Regions from separate parts of the Mus musculus genome. Here regions 1, 2 and 3 are each linked to region 4. The links are chromatin contacts, called in public HiChIP or PLAC-seq maps. All regions are on one chromosome and are shown on one strand. Each heading gives the region's core, a stretch centred on a gene start, on an enhancer-like site or on the middle of the called end of the contact. The rest is flanking DNA. Distances are from core to core; before and after follow the strand shown. Region 1 holds the start of Chaserr (CHD2 adjacent suppressive regulatory RNA). Region 2 has its middle 8.5 kb from the start of Gm30149. Region 3 holds the start of Chd2 (chromodomain helicase DNA binding protein 2). Region 4 overlaps Slco3a1 (solute carrier organic anion transporter family, member 3a1).

Region 1 (2,701 bases), core at 114-2,613, 800 kb before region 4:
TTTTATACGTGCAACAAATGCAACAAATATGGCCCCTCTTCATCGCCCATCAATGGCAGTCTTACTTCAGGATTTACACTAAGTAACTTAAAGAGCTCTGCTTTTAGAATATTTCTTAACTTTTACGGCCAAGGTTTCTAATAGTATACACTCTCTTTTAAACAAGATGAATTTTAACTTGTAAAGGGTCGGAACCGCCTCAAGTTAGATTTAACATTCAAGTGAGAAGTTGCTGATAACGGCTTTACCTACTCATTTAAAAAAGTATCAAACAGTACGGTTATGTTCAAGTATCAGGATGTCAAATGGTCTTAACGAAAGTTCTCGGTAAAAATAAGCTGTATTCATCAAACGCCATCATCTTGCACCATAATTATCAAATCTACTTCCTTTAAACTGCCTTGTTGCCGTCGTCATTTTTGAAATACTAGATGCACTCCTGTAACTTGCCTTTTCTAAAAGACAACAAACGTCACGGACGTTTAACAAGCTGAAAGGTACCTTTGCATCTAGAACACTAACAGCCGTTCTCAAAAGCAGCTTAGAAAGAGTTAAAAGCCAACACCCAACAGGGAGAAGGGGGGAAAAAGACAAGTTTTATTTTGGTTTAAGCGAAGTGAGAGGTTCCATTGTTCTTTTAGATCCGACCCCAAAGATGGGTTCCCACCTCACTGGAAAAGATTTTTAAAAGCCCATCAACGGAGGATTGTTGTTATTTCTCGCTAAGTATCGAAGTAACTCACCAGAGCAAGCAGGGGTTCCACGGCGCGGCCGCCGCCCTCTCCCCGCTGGCTCGGACCGCAGCGCGGCGCCCGGCTGGGTATGCAGCGGGAACGCGGTGGCCCGACCCCGTGCTCCCGTGGCATCGGCCCTCCGCGGCAGTGCCCGGGGCTGCGTGTGCAGAGCCAGCCGGCAGCCACCCGCCGCCCCTCCCGCCCGCGCTCAAGGACGTCGTGCTTTTCCTCCCAAGGACAAAGGACAATAAAGGGAGCAGGGGAGCTACTCACCGGGTCGAAGCGCGGCCCCTGCCGCCATCGGCTCGCTCTTCCTCGCGTGTCCAGGACGGGTCGCCCGCCGCAGCCTCCCGCCCGCGGCGCGAAGCCGCCTCCCGGCCGCGCGCGACACCAGCACCGCCGCTGCCGCAGCGGAGCCACGGGCGTCGTGGGCCCGGCCTCCCCGGGCGCTCCGGCCGCGAGCTCCCACATCGCGCGCGGCCGCCTCGCCCCAGCCGCGGCCTCCCCGCTCTCCCAGAGCCCTCCAGGACGCCGGGGTAGCGCTCCCAGCGCAGCGGCGAGCCCACGGGCCGCGGCAGACCGCCTGACAGCTGGGCTTGCTGCTGCCTCTCCGGCCATCTTGTGCCGTGTGTGGTGTCTCTCCCGTCTCCTCGCTCGGCTTTCCTCCCTCCTCCTCCTCCCCCCGCCCCACACACCACACAACATGGCCTCTTCGCTGCGGCGGGAGCTGCGGCGGCGGCTAGAGCTCCGCGGCGCTCCAGCTCGCTCCCCTCCCCCAACCTCCCGCCTGCAGCTCCGGGACCCCCAGTGCGCACGCGCGCCGACACCCGCCCGCGGCGGCCATTGGCTGGGCTAGCTTCCTGCCCTCGCTTCCCGGAGCGGCATCACGCACTTCGTTCGTACCTTCCTCCCGCCCCAACTGCATACTATTGGTCAGTTCTGAACCCACCGCTTCCATGTTCTCAGCACCAATAGGGCTTATTTAATGCCAATCATAGCCCGTGGGCGTTTCAGGAGAGAAGTCCTGACCTGCGATTGGCAGATAGTGAAACTCTGGGTTTGCGGGGAGAGACGTAACTTTCTGCTCCGCAGTGCGGACCCTCGAAGGTAGTTTGTGTACGGACGAGCCATTAAAAGCTAACCTTTCCTGTTTCTGACTTGAGATTTTTTTCGTCCACAAAGGAAGAGGAAGTGATAGAGCGAAAACGACATGATTGACAAGATAAGCAAAAACTGCAGAACCTTCCTTCTTGGGCAAGCGCCATAGCCTCAGGATTTTTTGCCCCTAAGGAACCAGACCACAGGCAGGTTATGACCAGCACATTCGCTAACCTAATATCTGACTTGATATACCACTTATTTGAGGTAATCTAGTAGCATGCCCAGTAGTCCTGAGGGCCTAACAAACCAGCCTCTTAATTCTGATTAGCTGGATCCCACATTTTAGGGCAGCGTTGTTGAAGTGGTAGTTTAAACATGTCTATCCAGCTTTCCCCCAGAGAATTACACAGTACAAGCTTCATTTCCTCTCAAAAACTCCACTCTTTTACATTTCTTCTTCCCACTTCTGCCTGGAAACAAGTTTAGGCAGAATACAAATGAATCTCTGAACCGTCTGTCCTCAAGTATCTAAGGAAGTTGTTCTCGCACAGAAGCGGAATGTGGAAATGTTTCTTTTGGCAAGGGGCTAGGGGAAAAGAAAATATGCTATTAGTTTCCATGAGGGAAAAACACTTTTAAGAAGGGGCTTGCTTGTTGAGATGAGAGGAACAGTTCTAAAATTCTCTTGAAACTTAGTTTGCTCCTGGGTTAAAAATCACATTACTTGATCATGGACCACAAAAGTCGTTCTAGTTCCCTTTTGGAGGGGTGTGGAATCAGGTCTCTTTAACATAGTGTTGGCTGTCCTGATGTTTTTTAACGTTAATTTGAGCGTGTGTATGTGTCTGTCTGTCTGTCCACATTAA
Region 2 (2,805 bases), core at 155-2,654, 740 kb before region 4:
CGTCAGAGTCAGCAAACTGGGCAGGGGATGGATGTAGCTCAGTGTAGAATACTGCCACACACACACAAAAATTAAAGTCAGCATCCATTCATGAAAGAATGGCTAATAGTTAATTATATTTATCTGTTTTAACACTATGTAGATTCTAAAATGTTTAAGAATAAAACAAACATTTTTCTTTAATTGTTATGTGACTAAGTGAGCAGGAGGGGTCAGCAAGAGCGTGGAGGTCAGAGATTATACCGCAGGCAAGTATAAACTTTTCTCCCACCCACGTGTTCTTTGAGATGGAACGCAGGTAAACCGGCTTGCAGCCAGCAAGGACTTTACCAGCGGATCCCTCACCCCTTTAAAGACGGATTCTATAATGAAGCCCAGACTAACCTCCAACTCCTGCATTTCTCCTGCTCTCGCCTCCCAAGTGTCGGTTGGGATTGTGTGTGCATGCCACCAATCCCGACCATAAATCTTGAAGAGTCTTACTAACAAGAAAATTGTACATTTGTACTGTAGTGCAAAATGTCGACAACAAAGCTATATGTGCATCATGTAATCAACGACACAATTTGTCTTACAGTGGTAATTCTTGCGAATGGGATTCTGGGTGATATTTTTCATTATAGTTTTCATGTGTTTTGTTTTGTTTTTATTCAGCATTTGAAATAAAACTTTCTGAGAGACGGGTGATGTGGGGGCCTCAGGATCCTAAGGTCACATTTAGCCACATCTCCTAGCTCCTGAAAAAAAGCATTTTAAAATAAAGGTAGTAAAAGGAGGTAGCAGATTCCACATGCAGTGTTCATCTTCCACAGAAAACTAATCTATGCGGAGGGCTAAAAGTATTTGAGCTATTTCTTGGAAGATGGCATCTTCACATTTTCTTAAATTCCTTTTAAGTTTGTTATAATACTTCATTAAAAAGTCAGAGATACGTTTTATATCAGGAAGTCTGCGCTAATGAAATTCTGGAGACAACATTTTAAAACCCTAGGAACGTTCATGTGTGACAACTGTAAAAAGAGTTGCAGGCGACTGAGTCTGAACCATTCCTATGAAGGAGAAAGCAAGGAAACCCGGAAAAATATAGGAAGTCGGCCATTATGCTGCTGGTCGAGGAACTGCTACAGACAAAGCTGTATTCTTTCCTTAGGCCTAGGAGAGGAAAGATTAGAGCCCTTTGTGTTTCGGAATTCCATTCCTTAACTCTGCGGCCCCTGGCACTAATGGTGACTGGGAGTCGTTACGCAGTGTTTTGGTTCCTCAGAGGGCTCAAGTGCTTTCGGGAATGCCTGCCAATACAATTCACAAGAACACAAAACCTAAGGAGTGGGGTGAAGTAGGTCCCCAAATCCCTTCGTCAAAAATGCACATTTAAGCTTGGGCTCCGCCCACCCCCCAGTCATTGATGTCACTGTCTCACTTGTAGTTTACCACTTAATATCGATGCTGTTTTGATCACGAGCTTGGAGATTTGTCTTAAGCTACTCTCCTCCCTCCCTCCCAACTAACACCGTAATAGTTCCGCATTTTATCCAAAATATTTATTAATTAAACTTCTAAGGTCCTTGGGAGCCAGGTGCTATTTAGAGGGGAGGGGTCTTATTATTTTGAGATAGGCCAAAGGCCTCATAAATCGCAAATATGGGAAAGAATTTGAAACCTATTCTAAAAGGCTTTCAAATCCCAAGGCGACAAATGTCTTATTCTAAATATACCATCACATTCAGAGTAACGTGTGTTAACTTATTTAAAAAGATATAAAACCCAACAAAACCTCACATCTGCGATCCTCAGGCCCATCTAAAATAAATTCCACCGGTCAGGAATGTCTACGGGGTGGGGCAAGTAGAGTTACACGGATTTGGGCAGGAAGGGGAGGCTTCAGGCTTTCGCAGCAATTCCAGGATACTAGACAATTATGCCTAATTTCCTACGTTTTAATACATACAAAACCAGATTTCCCTTTCTTTCTTTTCTTTTTTTTTTTTTTTTTTTTGCTTTTTTTCACAAAAGCCAAACAGACAAGCTTGGATTCTGCCACACTGGCCGCCCCTACAGTGAGGAGGTCCCGAAGCGCCCCGGGGTGGATAGGGGTGGGGTGTGGTCCACCTCCCAGCAGGTTCCATCTCTACCATTGCTGACCCCGGCGGGGTCCACGGTCAGCATTTTTCCTGCTCTTGCTCGCTGTTGGCCTCGCCCTGATCTAATCGCTCCCCTAGGAGGTCGACAACGCTCAGAGGACAAATGCAAAGCGGACAAAGCAAATTAAGGAAAGGCGCCGCGAAGGCCCAAAGGGAGTCCTGGATCCCGGCCAGGGGTCTCGTGATGGGCGCGCTGGCGACCGCACCCTGGGCCTGTCCAAGCGGCCTCCCAAGCTGGCGGAAGCCGGCTACGCCCCGCAGGCTGGGCCCCGACCGGCCCTTCCACTCCGCCCTTCGGGACGCTCCGGGTTCCGAGGGCGCAGGCAAGGCGCCCATCCCCCGCGGCGCCATCTTGTTGTTTTCGTGCATTCCTCCTCCTCCTCCTCCTCGCCCCATCCCCACCCCACCCCACCCCATCCCGGCCACGTGGCGCGCGGCTGCGGAAGAGAAGGCCCCAGCCCAACTTCCGGCCAGACCGGTTCCAGCCGGTTGCGGGACTCAGACGCGCGGCTGCCCCCTGGTGGCCGGACGCGGCGCAGCGGGCCACGCCTTGCCTCCTCCGCCATTTGCTGCGCGGCGCGAGGCACGTCCACACTCTGCCGCCGCCGTCGTCATCCGCCGCCATCCCGAGGGTGCGCGGGTTGCGAGGGGGAGGATGACCCGC
Region 3 (2,810 bases), core at 282-2,781, 810 kb before region 4:
AATATAAACTGAAAGGCATCAGTCAAGGGGTCCTATTTGTGATTGTGTTTTTAAATGTACATTTTTTCATTCATATAACTTTCTCAAATGTCTATTTACTATAATTTACTACTACCAGGCTGCTCTATGGCCCTCGGTTACAAGTTTGAATATCCCAGATTCTTCAAAGAAAAAAATTTGCCTTGTATGTAAAATGGTGCAATGCAGCAATGGCTAAACAGACAAGGTCATTTTTCTGCAGCATGAAAACCTAAAACCTGAAAATTTACTGACAGAAAAACTACAGTTTCTAGGAAAGGCCCCTCCGGAGAAAAGTACATTACCTTCTGAATGCTGTAAGAGGCCTTAAGTCACAACTCAACTTTCATAAATTGATACCAAAAAATCAGGGTGTGGCATGTTAGCAATCTCAAGGTCACGCTTTAAAAACCAACCCAAGTTAGAAAATTCTTGAAATACAGACAGCAATCCATGTCTGTCAAAGTAAACAAGTGTAAGCTGAGGTTTCCCGAAAAAAAAAAAAAAAGAAAGAAAGAAAGAAAGTTGATAGCTCATACCTCGATGCATTGCTGTGTAGCGAACTGTCCTCCTCTTGGCTTTTGTCCTTATTTCTCATCATCTTTTAATTCTTAAATATTAAGGGGGAGGGGGAATCTGTGTTTGCTTTGAAGTCCTGTGCCCAGGTATTTACTGTCAAAAGTTGAAAGAAAGGTGAGGTCCCAGCTTCTGCGGATGGTTTTATTATCAGGAACAAAGTCCTGACGATGTTAGCGATATTCATGTAATGCAACAACGATAAACACCAGAAAAACAAAATATTTCTATTTTTCCGTTTTAAAATGAGAGGGGGATAAACTGAACGACAGAAGCATCACTATCAATAAGGAAAGTTTCTCAAAAGTAACACACTGGATACAAATAACAATCTCTCTATCTTATTGCGTCATCCAGGAATTTCTCATATTTACAGTAAATAAAGCCAAGTTCAACATTAATTTTTTTAAAATTATCACTGATTATCATGGACTTACCTGATCCATGTAGTAGGTCCAAAGCAAGAGTCCTATCTAGTAGTAGAAAAATATCCGATCCAAAATAATTTTTAAAAACGCAAAATTCTCCGTTAAAAAACAAAAAGTAAATGAAATAATCCTCAAATATGTTGACTTGTCAAAAAATAAAGCAATAATTAATACTAAAACAGGTCCGGAAGGGGAAAAAAAAACCTCATTAGGAGAGCGCACAAAAATGGAGGTGCGCCATGGCTTCTAAGCTGGAAAAAACAACGACCTGGGCTCTCAATACGGCAGCTTCTTCCAACAAGGCACGAAAAGAAAGCTCCTAAAAGCAGCTTTTCTCCCAAAAAAAGGTTCGGATCGACCCCAGTAAGTCACTAGAAGAGGCAGGGGGCTGCGGGGGCCCCCTGAGGCTGCCCGAAAGTTAGGGAAAGTTGCGTAAAGTGAACCGAAGCAGGGAGCAAAGCGCGCTCTCTCTAAGGCACAGCCGCCATCTAGAGCCTCCTTCCCAGCTCTGAGAGCTCTGCCTTTGATTGACACTCTCTACATTTACCCCACAACTCAGGTGATGTACCATAGACCCACCCCTTCATCTCCACCAAAAAAAAAAAAAAAAGAAAGAAAGAAAGAAAAAGAACCAGATTCTCCATCCAAGAGAGCCAGAAGACCCCCAACTCCACACCTCCCTGCCCCTCCAGACCACTCCATCAGAGGGAGGGGGAAGGGCTTCTTAACCCCCTCTGGCTCAAGCACCCTTTTTAAGCCAGAGAGAAATGTAATTTGTTCCTTTTGTCTAAAGATCTGCTAAATATTTCAGTCCTTGAGCTAAAATAACTTCCTCCCTGGACAGGAAGTGGAGTTTTATCAAGCCATTTTGAAATAAAGATAATTTCAAGAGACTCTAAAGCTCAGTTTAAGAACTAATCTTTAAAATAATTAACACCCCACCATGGGTAAAATGGCTTGTAAATAGAAGCAACATTTCAACACCATAAATTAAATCAACTCTTGCCTTCTTTATGGTGCCTAAAAACATCTAAAGATTAAGGGGGAATTTTCCACCTCAACTGGAAGGAAGGGGTAATTTTTTACAACTCAAGAGCGCCTCCCTAGTGTTCAACTGCAGTAGAGCAAAAGTTAATACAACCATTTTCCCCCCCAGAAGAAACAAACTTCTTTGTAAACCATTAATCTTGGAAGTGCCACACATCAAACATATTTACTTCTTACATATATTTGGGCATAATTAATAACTTCGAATTCAAGAAATTACACCAACCTTGGTCACCTTTAAATCAAACACTCAACCTCAACTCCAAAATCAAAAGAACCCTTTCACTCATGTTTGAAATCGAATTCTAAGTACACTCACATTTCATCAATCACCGCCACTTAAATAGGCCACATCTACCAGCCAATTATCAACTGTCAAAGACAAACCCCCTCCAGATGGAAGCACGAGGTCTATAGAAACAAAATTACAAATGCAACAAAGTATTCTCTCCCATGCACACAAGTAACCAACCACATACAAATGCCGAAAAAACTAAAAACATTCCTTTACTGAACCCTACTGGTCAAAACCATGACACTCCAGCAAACGAATTCATTTTAGTTTCACTACCAAACGTAATTATGTTAAATCTAAGAAAATGTAAAAAATCAGTTTCAAGTCTACAAACATATTTCCATCAAAATCCAAAAACTCAAGTTTTCAATTTACAAATATCAACCACCTCACATCATCCAAAGAACAAACACTGCATCTGTATTAACCACAGATGTGTATTCTAA
Region 4 (2,727 bases), core at 150-2,649:
CAGTCTGTTTGAAGGTGGCTGCTTGTGAGATGTCCAGAGCAAAACTGAAAAGCACCAATCACTCTCGTTTACTCAGACACATCAATATACCGATGACATAAGAGTGGGATGGTGACTCAGGCCGAGGAGAAGCAGGTTGACAGAGAAAGGGCTCAGCAGCCACTTGCTTACCCTTGGATACTCTAGGCGCTTAGGGAAAAAGGATTTTCATTTTCAAGGGGGTTCTGTCAGTCAAAAGGGAGAGACTTTGAAAGAAATGAAACCGTACCACAATCTTCCATCTGTGCCTGTGTGGGATATGTCTGTCAGGAGATGGGACAGAGCTGAGATTGTCTTTGCAAGTGTCTCAGACATGTATAGACTCTCCCTCCTTAGAAGACCCATTTCTTTATTTGTGTGTGCACGCATGTTTTATGTGTGTTTTTTTTTTTTTTTTTTGGCATGGGCACAAGGGTGTGTCCATGCCCCCTTGGAGTTCAGAGCATGATAACCACATATATTCTTCTGTTGTCTTCTGTACTTTATTGCCTTGAGACAGGGCCTCACACTGACCTGGAAGCTTGCCGCTTTGGCTGGGCTGGCTGGCTATCATGCTCTGGGGATCTGTCTGTCTGTCACTGCCCTCCAATACTGGGGCTTTAAGCATTGTGTAGCTTTGCCTGGCTTTTACACACGGGTGCTGGGGATTCAAACTCAAGATCTTCAGCTCACATAGAAAGTCTTCTACCCACTTAGCCATCTCTCCTAACCCAGCAAGTGGCTTAGGCCTACTTGTGTCCTGTTTTGGCATCTAGACTCTGGATTGCTTTTATTGTTTTTTAGTTCTGTTGTACAAAGGAAGCAAGATGCTAACAGTTGTTTGTCACCTCTGAAAAGAGCAAGTGACTACAAGGAGCCTATCAGGGCTCTGTCCCCATTTCTAAGGTAAAAAAGAAGAAAATCAGATGAAGCAGGCTGAAGCCAGCACACATCTCATTAACAGGCCTACCCACGAGACTGTGAGAACTCTGGCTCAAAGCAAATTGGGGACAGTCCCTTCTTTCTCTTGGGCCATATACTAAAGGCCATTATGGCTCTCCGGGTATTTTTAAGTTCATGTACCTATTTGCTTAAAGTATATCAGACTTTTGCTATGGGACTCGGGAATTTCAAGAGTATCATTAAGTGACAAACCTAATTAGAAAGTGGAGGTGGTGAGGGTGTGGGGCATTCCATATCCCAGCCATCCAGCTAATGAGTCCACCAAACTGAAGGAAGCTGGCTGCGGCGCTAGTCCTCTCAAAAAGCAGAGGAGGAAGCCTAGCTGGTGACCTTTTCCCATAAGCACATGGGCTATAGCATCTTGTTGCAGCTACCAATGCCATGCAGCTGTCTGCAGGGCCAGCTGGTGTGCGCGTGACTCTGGAATGGTGTCCACATGTGTGCTGGTGACGTTCAAACAACTAGGAAAAGATCCATGGGAGGGAGTAAACTTGATTAAGTACAGGTTTCAGTGAGGCAAGTTGCTAGGCTGAGAGAAAGAGTTGAGAATCAGGGCTGAAAGCATGCTGGATCCCTTGGTAACTGCAGACGCTAGTAGACTTCACAGATGCGCCATAGTATCTAACCTTTATAGCACGCTTCCTATATTCAAGACATTGTCTGGGTTGAATGTGTGGTTTTCTTGCATTAGCCACACACAGTCTCAAGGAGGAATGGCTGCCCCAGGATCACAGAGCTCACGGGAGTATGATCTGGATTCACAGGATTCTAGACTCTCAGGGCACACAATGCCTTATCAAATAGAAGCTACACTTCCCGACAAGGTCCCAAGTTCCCAACAAGACAGCACAGGCACACCTTTAATAACTGTTTAACCGTGGCAGCTGCTGTTCCTAAATCTCCCTGCAATAAACCCACACGGCTAATGCTGGTCGATTCAGTGCTTGGGGGCACACCCTGAAACCGAGCCCCGTCGTCAAGGTTCTGTGTTCACGGTCAAACTTTAGTTTCAACAAGACATTCTGAAGAGAGATCTCTGCAAGTCTCATCCCTTCTTCCCCAGCCCTCACAGGATGGAGCAGTGGAGCCACACAGAATCAAACCCAGATGAAAGGCCAGCCACCGAGTCCCATGCCTAAGCCTGACCAGATGAGCCTCTGCTGCCCACCTCCACCCCCTCTTGGGGCTCTTCTGCCACTCTGCTGGCTCATTCCTGCAAGTAACCTGCTCTCCTGCTCCCACAGCTGCACTGACTCCCAGGCCCCAGGCAAGCCTCCTTTCTCTTGGCGCTGTTGCTTCCTTAGCAACCTCCGTGTCAGGGGAAAGTACACTTTCCTTCCATTTGTCCCACAGTACGGGCCTTCCATAGACACCTTTGCCACCTCCACATAAATTCCAGGGAAGGCAGGGATTGCTTTCCCTGCATGCTCCCCAACCCCAGATTCCAGAGATGCATGTGGCTCTAGGCATACAGGCATTCATGTAGAGTATAACATTTGTATATGGTGGGCAGCCCTAAAGAAGAGCTATCCTTAGGACCCTTAAAGGACATAGAAATCCTGCCTCAAAATACAGCCAAATGCACCAGACACGACAAGGTTCTGCCACAAGGGCAGAAACAATGAAAATTGCTTGGAAAGGAGATTTTCCTGGTTGAGTCCCTAACTAGTGGTGCTCTTCTGCCCTCTAGTGATGATAATCAGCACTGACTTTCATGTACCTTCAAGAAGCTGTGGGACTCACAGA

Evidence for each region. HiChIP or PLAC-seq counts read pairs in DNA pulled down with a chosen protein or histone mark.
Region 1: an H3K4me3 HiChIP or PLAC-seq map of embryonic limb bud shows a contact between it and region 4, with 3 times the contacts expected there. The contact joins the promoter of Chaserr here to the enhancer-like site in region 4. A contact is called at or near these places in 4 of 39 promoter capture datasets (embryonic stem cells, hippocampal neurons, maxillary cranial neural crest and 1 more), 6 of 115 datasets of contacts at active chromatin or transcription factors (astrocytes, craniofacial prominence, differentiating embryonic stem cells and 3 more) and 1 of 9 other capture datasets (embryonic stem cells).
Region 2: a contact with region 4 is called in an H3K27ac HiChIP or PLAC-seq map of SST interneurons, with 4 times the contacts expected there. The contact joins two enhancer-like sites. A contact is called at or near these places in 1 of 484 Hi-C or Micro-C datasets (embryonic fibroblasts) and 15 of 115 datasets of contacts at active chromatin or transcription factors (SST interneurons, VIP interneurons, bone marrow-derived macrophages and 12 more).
Region 3: a contact with region 4 is called in an H3K4me3 HiChIP or PLAC-seq map of embryonic limb bud, with 5 times the contacts expected there. The contact joins the promoter of Chd2 here to the enhancer-like site in region 4. A contact is called at or near these places in 2 of 39 promoter capture datasets (hippocampal neurons and maxillary cranial neural crest), 16 of 484 Hi-C or Micro-C datasets (the N1E-115 cell line, Sertoli cells, adipose-derived mesenchymal stem cells and 12 more) and 11 of 115 datasets of contacts at active chromatin or transcription factors (astrocytes, craniofacial prominence, differentiating embryonic stem cells and 8 more).

What each region holds. Positions count from the first base shown.
Region 1 is chr7:73,557,032-73,559,732 of GRCm38.p6, forward strand. Chaserr (CHD2 adjacent suppressive regulatory RNA) reads right to left here and starts at 1,364. Exons shown (of 5, transcript NR_037569.1): 1 at 1,008-1,364. RefSeq lists a cis regulatory region at 846-1,935.
Region 2 is chr7:73,615,862-73,618,666 of GRCm38.p6, forward strand. No RefSeq gene overlaps it. Among named protein-coding and RNA genes, the nearest start is that of Gm30149, 8.5 kb to the left of the region's middle. Within about 2 kb of position 1,405, at least 332 of the 459 cell types and tissues checked have an H3K27ac peak or open chromatin away from gene starts, as enhancers often do. A contact at or near this core is called in SST interneurons and embryonic limb bud, where this site is marked.
Region 3 is chr7:73,540,215-73,543,024 of GRCm38.p6, forward strand. Chd2 (chromodomain helicase DNA binding protein 2) reads right to left here and starts at 1,532. Exons shown (of 39, transcript NM_001081345.2): 1 at 1,032-1,532; 2 at 558-690. The coding sequence starts at 619. Chaserr (CHD2 adjacent suppressive regulatory RNA) reads right to left here. Exons shown (of 5, transcript NR_037569.1): 5 at 1-2,810.
Region 4 is chr7:74,352,047-74,354,773 of GRCm38.p6, forward strand. The region is part of intron 3 of Slco3a1 (solute carrier organic anion transporter family, member 3a1); the gene reads right to left. Among named protein-coding and RNA genes, the nearest start is that of Slco3a1, 200 kb to the right of the region's middle. Within about 2 kb of position 1,400, at least 23 of the 459 cell types and tissues checked have an H3K27ac peak or open chromatin away from gene starts, as enhancers often do. A contact at or near this core is called in SST interneurons and embryonic limb bud, where this site is marked.